Linked DNA regions of Mus musculus: region 1 is linked to region 2. Evidence: chromatin contacts called from public promoter capture Hi-C data. All regions are on one chromosome and are shown on one strand. The core of a region is the stretch at or near the end of the contact, and the rest is flanking DNA. Distances in the headings are between cores, read along the strand shown.

The links. Capture Hi-C pulls out chosen DNA fragments and counts their contacts.
Region 1: a promoter capture Hi-C map of adipose tissue shows a contact between it and region 2, with 5 times the contacts expected there. The contact joins the promoter of Slc6a17 here to the promoter of Kcnd3os in region 2. A contact is called at or near these places in 1 of 39 promoter capture datasets (the C10 cell line), 1 of 484 Hi-C or Micro-C datasets (embryonic stem cells) and 1 of 9 other capture datasets (adipose tissue).

Annotation. Positions count from the first base shown.
Region 1 is chr3:107,516,479-107,522,407 of GRCm38.p6, forward strand. Slc6a17 (solute carrier family 6 (neurotransmitter transporter), member 17) reads right to left here and starts at 1,540. Exons shown (of 12, transcript NM_001293689.1): 1 at 1,128-1,540.
Region 2 is chr3:105,451,513-105,457,101 of GRCm38.p6, forward strand. Kcnd3os (potassium voltage-gated channel, Shal-related family, member 3, opposite strand) reads right to left here and starts at 1,443. Exons shown (of 4, transcript NR_040759.1): 1 at 1,041-1,443; 2 at 3-158. It overlaps Kcnd3 (potassium voltage-gated channel, Shal-related family, member 3), which reads left to right and starts at 378. Exons shown (of 8, transcript NM_019931.2): 1 at 378-1,205.

The sequences.
Region 1 (5,929 bases), core at 290-2,789, 2.1 Mb after region 2:
AGTTTTGGTACCGTTTTTTATGGAGCCATTGCAGGGTTTTCTCAGTCCCTGGCAGTTTTTTTGTTAAAAGGGCAATAACAGTCTTTCTTCTTCATCCCCACTCAACCCAACCCAATCCAACCTGCTTCTTGTTCACAACTGAACTGCCTCCCATAGTAGAAATTTCCTAATTCACATGTCCCATTAAACTATTTCTAAGGAGGAAGAGAAAAGGACAGAGGGAGAGAAAGGAGGAGGGAGGGAGGGTGAAGAGAGGGAGGGAGGGAAGTTTTCAAAGAATAAAACCCACTTGACTGCTACTGGGTCCGAGTAGCCTCAAAATTGAACTTGAACACAAGATAGAGCTGTTTGGGCTTTTAAAGAGGATGAAGCATCAGGCTTCCTTCTCAGGCGGCCGCGCCCCTAGGGGAGCAGTCCTGACGTACTGCGAACATCCCTTCAGAGCCCTGTCTGCACAGGTTTAAATGTGGCGGAGGCCTCTCTCCAGACAGCTGGCCCCTCTAGACTGTGGCCCCCAGTGCACATCACCTGTCTCTGCCTTTCGGTCCCCAGATGTGCTTCCCTCCTGGGAGGAAGGGCTCTTCCACTCTAGCCCCAAATTCACTGAGGAGCAGCCCCAGGGCTGGGAATTAAATCTCGGGCGCGAACGTTCTGCTTCTCTAGCCAATGTTACCGTCAAGGTCACGGGCCCGTGGCCGAGTGTCTGAGGCTGGGGTCTCCAGCAGCGCCGGAGCCTCCCCGTGGGGCTGCGCCCTAGGCGCGCTCCAGGCGGAGGGACCCACCGAGCTGGCCTCGCTGGCTCTTCATTAGTGCTCGCCTCTTCAGCTGTCCTGTTACCTCCGGAGTTCTGGGGCATCCTGAGCTCCAGAAGCTGAAGCTCAAGTCCAACCTGTGCAGGAGCTGCCGTGCACCCTTGACGCGCCAGAACGTCGCCGCCCCGGGCCTCCGTCGCCAGGCAACGATGGCTGGAGCGGCAGGAGGAGCCCCTGAGCCAGCGCAGGTCGTGTGGACCCAGAGAAAGCGCCGCCTTGCACGCTTTCAGGCCTTTCAGGCTGAGGCGGGGCCGCGCAAGCAAAGTTGCCGTGGCTGTCCCAGGGATGCCATTCGGGGAGCAAACAGCGACTCACCTGTCCCGCGTGGGCCGTCGCGCGGACTCGGCCCCTGGATTTCCGCCGAGTGGCCGTGGTCCCGGACGGGTCGTGGGTGCACCGTCCTTCCCGAGGGCAAGGGGAGTCAGGCAGCGACAGGCCCCAGCTGGGGCTGGGGGACCTGGAGCTGCGCGCGCCGGCGCACGCGACTCAGCTGGCTTGTCGCTCCCTCCGTCGCCGTGAGTCCCAACCCTGCTCCCGCCCTCCGCTCGCTCGGGGCTCTAGGGAGCCGCCCCGGGGCTCAGATCCCGCCGCGGAGGGAGCGCGTGGCTGCGAAGGCCCCGGCCGAGTGCCGTCGTCCCCGTGCCCGGTCCGCGTCGGCTCTGCGGAGCGGAACGGAGCTGGGCGGAGCGCGGCGCGCGCTGTTCCCTCGCTTTCCGAAAGGCCACCCTGGCGGCGGGGCGCCGTGACGCAGGCTTGACTCACGCGCGGGCCCGCGTCAATGCGAGGCTCCCCGGCTGCGTGCGAGGCTCTGATGGCGGACCCAAACAGAGTGGTGGGTAGGGAGCAGGAGAGGGGTTGCCGAAAGAAGCCTCTTGAGATCCGAAGGCTCTCTTTAGGCATCTGCTCTCAGGAAAATAAACTGCCATGGCCAAAGGCCTCCTGAGCCGAGGACCTCACCTGTCATTACAGACTCACCTTCTTTTGACCCTCTCAGGATTCCAGTCCCACTCAGTGGTTATTCTTTCCATCTCTACGTGGATGGTGCCTCGATTCCCACCTTTGGCTGCCCCTTCCCCCTGGCATTCTTCCATCCTATCACCCCACAAGGCCAACCTCTACACAACTCAAAAACCTGACAGATGAGTCTAGTGAGGGCAGTAAGAGAGAGGGAAATTGTGACTGGGTACCAAACAGGTGTTGAAGGATGCTGGCCCCAAGGGATACGTAGACAAAATGAGGAAAGGCAGCCATTGTGGAGGGAATGTATTTATTTGCTCAGGGTGAATGCAAAAGTGTAGACTATGTGCATACAAGTGGTTGCCTGAGCAGAAACAGCTGGCGAATGACAAAAAGTGACAGGGCCTGTCTGGCTAGAAGTGCTGTTCGGGAGTCTGAAATAATTGTCTCTGCTCTAGAGGACCTTTGGTATTTCCAAACAAGTACCTGTTTGGAAGGGGTGGAGGAAGTGAGATCATGATGGAGACCAGAAGCAAGTACTGGGATAGTCTGTACTTCAGTCTAACTAGCTGGCTGGCCACCGATTTATGGATGATGACTGAAGACACAGAAGCCCAGGGGCCAGAAACAAAGCACATGTATTGCAAGTGAAATGATTCAGATTCGGATCAGTTTCTCAAGTCCTGTGGGAGGGCTTCAAGTTTAGGGAAGCCTAAATGTTTTATAGTGGACTCTAAGAAAACTCACAGGTGATTTGCCCCTACAGAATTTTTATCATAATGAACAGCAAACAACACTTCCCTCCACCTTCTCTGTTCTCTGAAGCAGATCGCTATGCAAAGATCCACCAGTTTACTGTGCAAAGATCCTCCAGTCCTTACTGGAACAAAAAAAAAACATCAGTTCCTTGGCCCGTGAGACATCTGGACATGAAAGATACCCATTGAGAATGATCTCTGCCAATAGATGGTTCTTTTAGTTAACAAGTATTTAGCAAGTCTATTGTTTGCTGAGCACTGTTGCAGTCCTATGGATGTTACAGGGAAGACCCATCATGATCCCTGCCCTCACAGAACATATGTTCTGGTGGACTTAACCAGGAAATCAGCAGGATGGAGGTACACCGAAGGAAGAAGTGAGTAATGTAAGAGGTGTGGAGGAGGTGAACAAACCCAGTGAGACAACTGAGATGCAGAGAGGGGGCGAGAGGAAGGAGAACCTCAGATAAAGGTGGTTTTAAGGAAAGGAGTTTTAGAGTTTGTGTAATGATTGCAAAGAACTTTTGAGCCCAGTGAGCCTAAGTTTTTTTAATCTAGATTGTCATCACTTACATACCCTGAGTAGGATTTATAACCTAATGAGCCTAACGGTGCATACTGTAAGAAAATGCAATCCTATACAGTTGCTGTTATGATCACATAAGATGATTATTTTAAATTATTTGATGTCACATGTGCTTGATAAATGGCAATTATTGGGTGACTGTATTGTCACTAAACTAAACAAAAAAACAAAAACAAAAACAAAACACCTAGGAAGAAGAAATTTGGGGAAGAAGGTAAGTATATATATCAGATAGAAGTCCCTTGTCTCATCATAGCCACTTGCTGACAACCTTAATCCTGAATAGGCTCAATACCTGGTTTCTTCATGCAAAGTTCTCGGTGGGGGGGGGTGCGGAGGGGGGAGCGTGAAGTCACCATCTCCCTCTACCTTCTCGGTCGCCAGCCTTGGGTGGGCTTCTTGATTCCCAGTGCCTCTATGTGGCTTTATGAGCCATCAATTCCTCTCCTCAATTAAGGCCTCCTCAAGTTTCTATTCTCTTAACCATCCTGTGTCTACCCATTGCCTCCCTGGTCTTTCAGAAACCGCCTTGGTCCTCAGAGCAGCTACACTCCTTTCCTCCCTCCCATCCCTGGGAGAGCAGGGGAGCCTTCCCTGCTGTCAGAATCCAAGCCCTTCTTAGCCCCTGGGTCCCATGGCCCACAGCTTCTTGACAGCCTGAGTCAACCTTAAACATGCTAGACTCTCCTGCCACTGTGTCTTTCTCGGCAGCTTTTAAGCATGTTCAAATATCTCCTTTAAAAGTGGCTCAACTTTCTTCTTCCAAGTTCTCTGTCCCCATTTCCTCCTCTTCCCCTCACTCCATAGCCAACTCTCCTCTGTCCTGAAGTCAAGATGGATCCCATCAATGGCCTCTGACTGACTAAATCCACAGGGCATTTTCCAGTCCTTGTTTTATTGACCATTCTCTAGTACATTCTTGGACCCCTCTCCTTCATTATGTCCCCACTCCTTATGTCCCTCTGACCTCTGGCCACCCCCCTCCCCCATTCTCCTGCTAATCTTTATAGACTGAATTCTACTTGGTCCTTTTGTCACTCTGCGTTGTTTCTCTGTTGCTGGTATATTCATTCTAGAGTTTCCTGAGTGTGGCGCACTCAATTCTTTACATTTCCAGGCAGATGTCCTTATTCAGAGACCACCCCCACCCCCACGTCCTGAAAAACAGTCAACTTTGTGCCTACTGCCCCATATCCAACTCTCCATGTCAGAAACCCATCTGTCACCTTGCAACCCACCTCCTCCTTATCCCTTCGTGATATCCACATTAAATCCTGGAGGTCTTAGCTACTAAGTGCCTCTAGCATCTGGCCACTTCTCTTTAATTCTGTCATGATCTTGGTCTAAACTATAACCACCACTCACCTGGACACTCATAGTCTCCTGACTCAGACCCAGATTCACCCCTTTTCTCCTTTCAAGAGGAGTCTTTAGAAGTGAAGATGTAACGGCACCCTTCTCAAGCCCACAGTGCCTCGGAGCCCTTTCTCGTCTCCACTCTCATCCATCACTCCTCCCTCTCTGGCTTTTCTGCAGCCCACTTGCTCCAGTAGCCTTCTCTCTACTCTTCCTACGCTTTCCTGGCTCAAACTTCAGGCCCATCTGCTGGCCCCTCCTCCTCTTCCTTCGTTTCCTGGCCATTCACCCATATCTTTCTGACCATGGAGGAGAGTAATGCTAACCCCTCAGGTGGATACCCCTTTGTAGCCTTTCTTACAACAATGGTTAGGTGTTTAAAGATGTGACTGGTTTCTTGAGAATGGTCTCCTTGGCTGACCTGGAAGCTCCATAAAGGCAGAGATCATGTCTATCCTCAAAACACAATGGGCTCTCTACAAACATTAACTAAAAGAATGGAAAAGAGTGGTTAGACATGTGAGTAAGAACACCAGGAGGGCAGGCTGGGTTCAAATCCAGAAGTCCTAACCACAGAGGACAATGCTCAGACCATGCAGAGGAAGAGTGGAGATGGTCTGGAGGGAGTCTCAGTTTGAGGACTGACTAGTGAAAGGACTGACTTCTAAGGCAGGGAGAAGGAGGGTCAGAAAAGGAGACAGGAAGGCAAGAATTGGGAGGGCAGTGTGTGTTACAGAAGTTTCTAGAAGGAAAGGCAATCTGCAGTGTCAAAACTGCAAGAATCAGAGATGAAGCTTGAAAGGCATCACTGGTGGGCAGGCTCATGAGGTGGCAGGAAGCTACAGTACATGTGTTGAGGTGGAAATGGGACATAGACTTGAACCATTTGTAGTCTTCTTGAGCACTTCAGATCCCAATGGCCATCTCTCCTCTGACCATCCTGAATAAAAAGTCTTGCTTTTTATGTATGATATGAAAATTATACAGTGTGGTACTATGGAGGTATGACTGGTACCTTCATCTTACTAATGGGGAAGCTAAGACTTAGTGTGGTTAGTCAATCCATCCAAGTCATACACAGAGCTCATCCCATGTTTAAAGCCTTTGCTCTAATTCTTGATATTTAGGGACTTGTGGTGTGGCCTCCCTTTCATATGTGTAACTTCTGAGTATGGTGAACATACAGATACTAAGATAATGATTTGTCTTTTGTTCTGAGTGACACCAAGTATTGTTATTTCCCTAATGCAGTTGTTCTAAAATATGGCTTCTGAATCCTTTGACAACATTTTCTTCAAGAGGTGAAGTCTTTCTCTCTTCCCTTTAAGTCTAGGCCCCGTGACTGCTTAAACAAGAGAAGCGATCTCATGCCTATTTCTAGATACAGGCTATAAGAAAGCAGTTGTGCTATTATTTCTGTTCTGAAATCTTGTTCTAGAACTAACCACCATCCTAAGAGG
Region 2 (5,589 bases), core at 193-2,692:
ACCTTCTGGCCATGTGTCAGAGGTCACTCCTGAACGACAGTGGCTCTTACGCGGAGATAAAGGCAGTTTGTCTTCCGTGGGATCTTCCCAGCTTTGGCAAACACACCTGACTGTTCAGGGTCAGCCTGTAAGCTTGCGCGGCGACCAGCTGCACCTCACTAGGTGACCAAGGAGAGGAGTTAGTTGCTCTACCGCGTGGACAGTGAATGGGAAACAGACAGCCAGTTAAGTGTACACACCCCACGCGCATACACGCCAGCGCTCCCTACCACCTCTTCCTAAGTCCCCAGCCACACACGCCCCCGAACTCACGATCACGCCGCACGCCCGGCTCCTCCCCCACCCCCAAGCCAAGCTCACCTTGCCACGCTCGCCCCATGCCCACCCTCGCCGGCACACGCGCTCACACTCGCGTCCGCACACTCCACTACCACCTCCAGGCACACCCTAGGATTCCTCCACTCTCCTGGGGAGACGCACCAGGCTCTGCCTAGTCTCCCCGCCTCCCCCCCCCCGCTGCAGCCCCCCCACTCACGCGCGCGCCCTACACACACACACACACACACACACACACACACACACACCCTCGCGCAGAGTCACTCCCCCTCGCACGCCCTCGCCCTGGGCACCCTCCGGCGGCTAGGCTCCCGGGTCCTCCTCCTCGCTCCCTCCGCAGCCTGGCCGCTCTGCTCTCTCGGGCCCGGCCTGGGGCCGCTCGGCCCGTGGGGATCGGTGGGGAGCGGAGGGCGCAGCCTCGCCGCCTCCCCCGGACTCTCCTCTCCGCCCCGCCCGCGCCGCGCCCCCACCGCCTCCTCGGGAGAGGCAGCCCGTGGCCGGCCCGGCTCCGCTCTGCCCGGCATCAGCGGCGGCGGGGGCAGGGAACGAGCGAACCGGAGCTCACGAGCCCGAGAGCGGAGCGGCTAGGCGGGGAGGGGACACGCTGCCAAGCCCGGGCTGGAGCGGCGGTGGCGGTGGCGGCGGCGGCGGCGGCGGCAGCGGGGGAGGAACGGCCCCACGGACGGACCGACGCACGAACCGACCGAGTGAAGGAGGGACGAGCGAGACTTCGCCGGCGAGGAGGAGCCGCCCGAGCGGCGGCTGCTGGGCGCTTCCCCGCGCTGCTGGGCGCTCTGCGCCTCGGCGGCCCCTGGCCTCAGCTTCCTCGCGCGCGCGGGGCGCGGGGCCTGGGGCTGGCTTCGGCGAAGGTAAGAGGGAAACGACCGAGCCTCCCAGAGACAGCAAGTGCGAGGAGCGCTGCTCCCACGCCTGTTGCTCCCGCTGCCCACGCGGCACCCTCCCACTCCCGCGCCCGGGTGGGTGGGCGCTGGGGCGCCGGAAGGATTGGGGGTGGGGCCGGGCCGTGGGGGAGCAAGCAGCCGGCCTGGGGGCGTCGGTTCCCTGGGCTGCAGAGCCACCTCCGGGCACTGGGGCGCCGAGAGGTTTGGGGGTGGGGGTGTGAACCTCTGCCCTCTTGCCATTGGCCTGCCTTCCCTCGCCGGGCGCCAGGAGCAGCGCCCCGGGACCTGGCTGCAGGTGGCGACGGTTTGCTCCGTCCCCGCTCTTTGTGAGCTGAGAAGAGAAATGGCTGAGAGTGGAAGCTGGGAGCCGTTTGGGGCGCTTTGCAAAGTTCTCCAGCCAGGCGAGCCTGTGTTTGCCTGTTAGAGGATGAGGCTGGTCCAGCTCGTCCTGCCTGGCACATCTTTTCTTTCCCGGGAAAGGTCCCATAAGTGTCCCGAGAGACCATAGGGAAGGGGGTTCAAATTTGTTTTAACAGAGTGTTTACACTAGGGATGGGCAGAGAAGTTACCTGGAAATCAACTAGATTCCTGTGCTTTCTTAGTGCTGGCATTTAATTCAGCCCACGTTGTTCTCCTTTTATCCCGGGCAGCCTTGATAAGTCAGCAACAGGCTGAGAGGTTCCAGACCTGAAATCAAGGCAAAGAAAGTCTCCGTGTATTTGACGGAGCCTCTGAACTTTCACGGGGTGATAGGCGGCACAATGCAATCAGTAATCAGGTTTTACAGGGTGGTCATGCATGAATGTAGGTGATGCTTGAATCGATGCCTTATTTACTGTTACTTCCAGGGAACCTGAAGGTTTAATCTCGGAAAGCGGGGGGAAGGGGGATTCTGGGCATTCATTCAATGCAAAGCGTGTGTACATTTCCCCATGTGGACACATACCGGCCCACTGAAAGGAGCTGATGTGTTTATTTTTTTTCCATGTTGCGTCTTGAATGCTATAAGACGTAAGTACACAAGGGACCTCCAGAGGAAGAACGATTAACAGCGGCTTCCTTTTGCCGTTGAGGAGGCTGGAGAAAGAGTTTGGGGAAACTGCACTGGCCATCCTAGGAGCTAGGAGAGGCACTGTAAAGAAGAGGATCTGCAGGTCCCAGGCCTGTGCCCCACGGGATCTCCAGCATGGCCCCCATGCTCATTTCATACCCAACAAAATCCCGCAGACACGGGACAGACTCCCTGGGGGCGTGAAACAGTTCCCCAGACCAGCTCTGATTTCTGAGGACTCTCCTCCGAGGTCATTGAAGGGCAGATCTTGGTGATGTGACTTTTTTTTTTTTGTTTGTTTTTCTGCTTTGTGTCTGTTCAGGTGAAATGGAAGTGTCAACCCCCCAGGACAGGAGGTCTGCCTTTTTTTTTTTTTTTTTTTTTGACCCTCTGCTTCTAAAATAGACGTTGCTTAGCAGGCAGCTGACTTTTTACAGCAGGAGAAAGTGTTCTCTTTTTCTTTTTCAGGATTTTTTCATGTTTGTCATTTCTGCATTTACCTGGTTTTAATCTCTCTCCCTCCTGCATCCCTACCTCACCCCACAGCCAAATCTTTCCTACTGTCAAACTCTTTTGCCACAAACAAAAATAGCTTCAGAGTTTTCATTTGTAAAGCACCCATGTCCTAGTAAAGCCGTGGTATGGGAGGCGTATGCGGTGCCATTGGCTGGAAATGGGGCCGCACTATAGCGCCTGTTGCAGGGTTCATACCCAGGCCAGCTCTGAGAGGCACTGGTGCTGTTAGGGGTGAGTGTTGCAGCAGGAACCTGTAAAAGTCCTGTTTAAGCCAGGTCATCCCTGCAGGGTTGTTGGGTGGGCGTGGCTGGTATGGACTTGAGGTTGTTGTCTGATAGACGATAGTCCTCTTCCAAACCGAGGTGTGTACATGTATGTCCATGTATGCACATATGCACATGTGCACAGAAAGCAGTAAAGGGGTAATTGCTATTTTCTTGGCACTCTAAACCTGAACGATAGGTTCTGAATCTCCGGAGATGATCTGGTACTTGCATGGGCCTTCTTGAAAAAAGACTGCCCTGGATTATTGTACAGGGTAAAAGTTTGCCCTTGGGACAAGAGACTTTAGGATAGATAGGGAGAGGATTAACGTTGCCTCGCTCTGAGCTTTCAATTACCCATCAGAAAGCAGTTTGTGAATTGCTCATGGCCTTAGAAGAGTTGACTCAGAGTTGGAGCTGAGGGCATGGAGCTCAGCTTGCAAAGTCAGGCAGCTGGCAATGGGATCCCAGAGTCCAAGGGGCAGTACTGGGAGACTGACAGGAGAGAAGGGCATTGTCTTCTCGGAGCCATGTGTCTGGCTAACAAGGCTCTTCCCGAGTAGGTCCTGATTCAGCAGTCTCTTAATCTTTGCCATTTGAACCCCTGCCAGCGCCCATCTTAGATACAGCAGAGGTATTAGGGGTCATGAGTCAAAGGGCCAGGAGGGGCTGGAGGCCCAGTTCTTTTCTTTTCTAGGAGGGTGAGTGGGTTTCTGTGGGTAGGCTGAACCTTAGATTGCTTTGGGTTCCAAGTGATGCAGGTTGTGTGCCCTGTTCTGGGCACCAGCCTCATCAGGAATTCCCAGAACTCCCTCTGCTGAGATGAGGCTCAGGCTAATTGTATCCCCACAGCAACCAACCCAGATGCTCCACTTCCCGCTCTGCATGGGCAGCCATCACAAGGCAGTTTCGGAGAGACTGGAGCTGTGGTCTCTGTGTCCTGGATCCAGGAGAATGACTAGAACCAATGGGTCCTCTGTCACTTTCTTCTCTGTCACTTTCTTTCCTAGCTCCTTCATTTTACAGATGAGGATTCTGCAACCCAGTAAGTTAGCAGTGGCTTGCTTCCAAAAGTTCAGGATAGATAGTACCAAAACAGACTGAAGGGTCCCCAGAGCCCGTGCTCTCAGCTTCCTGCTTCCGTGGGAGCATCAGGATTGGGCTGCACCTAGTTCAGGAAAGCCATTGGCAGTGAGTCAGACAAGGTCTGAGTTGAAAAATGTCCATATATATTGACTTAGCCACTTCGAAGGAACCTTCTAAGGCTTGGGCAGTTTTTTGTTTTTTTGTTTTTGTTTTTTTCCTGTCACCAATAGGTAGAAACATCATAGGATTTTTTTTCTGGGAAATAAATTAATGTTTTGTGATATGCAAACGTGCCTTGGACAATGCCCAGAGCTTTGTCAGTGCTCAGGAAACATGATTTGAGTCAGAATTGAAGTGATCTATACCTAGTGTATGGCTGTTTGTTTCCCAGACCCCCCGCCCCTTGGAACCCTAGCTAAGTATATGATGAGGGACAGGAATATCTGGTCCAAAGAAAACCTGTTTCCTTGTAAGGGCGAGTGCTTGAAGACAACTACACGATGCAGGGCGTGTTCCCGAAGCTTCTCTCAGTGGTGTGTGGGTTACTTGCTGTTGTGGATGGATAGTCTCCACTCTCTTCAGTTCTCTCAGTTCCTATAGTCAAGAGCGCATCAGGTCCGTGCTGTTTGTCTATCCTCTAAGCAGTGACACCTATAGGAAATGTCACTGTCATTCTTGTCTTCTGTGGCATCTGAACAACCTCCTTTACTAAAGGAAGAGAGGTTCTTATGAAAACTTTCCCCTAGCATGCAGGTGGGGAAGCTGAAGCAGAGATCAACTCCTTGAGGACACTTAACTGAGACTACAGTCAGTTCTCCGGTCTTGATTCTTTGGGATTCTGACTGAACTCCTCAGAGTTTAGTTTAGAAAGAGAATAGCCATCTCTGACAAACCTCAGGAGACAGCAGCAAGGCACAGGGTTGAACTAATAGAGAGCAAGCAGCATCTATAAAATAGTGCTTCTGGCTCCAGCACCTCCTCAAGCATCATAGCACTATCGCTACTCAACAGGCTGGATTACTCCTGTAATCCAAGCCTGACGTGGCAGGTGCTAGGGAAGAAAGGCAGAGTGCAGAGACCATAAAAGAAGAAGAGTCTGTGGGAGAGAAGAACACATCGCTGAGAACAGGTAGGATTTTAATGAGTAGGGTGAGAGGAGGGGTGGCAGGATATACAGCAGAGACTGACACCCAGGGTTTGTCTGTGAGAGAGTCTCTGCTCTGGTTGGAAGGTAGTGGGGTACCTGGGATGTCTGGATGATGCGTTAAGCTGGGTCCGTTTATGAGGATGCTGGAATGCCAGACCATGGAGTTAGGATTTTATTTCATAGGCTATAGAGTAGAGCACAAACAGAACCTTGCTTTTAGGAGACTACTCTGGGTGGAACAAATTTCAGGGTAATCGGAGAAATCTGGGGGTGGGGAGGGGAGTGAGA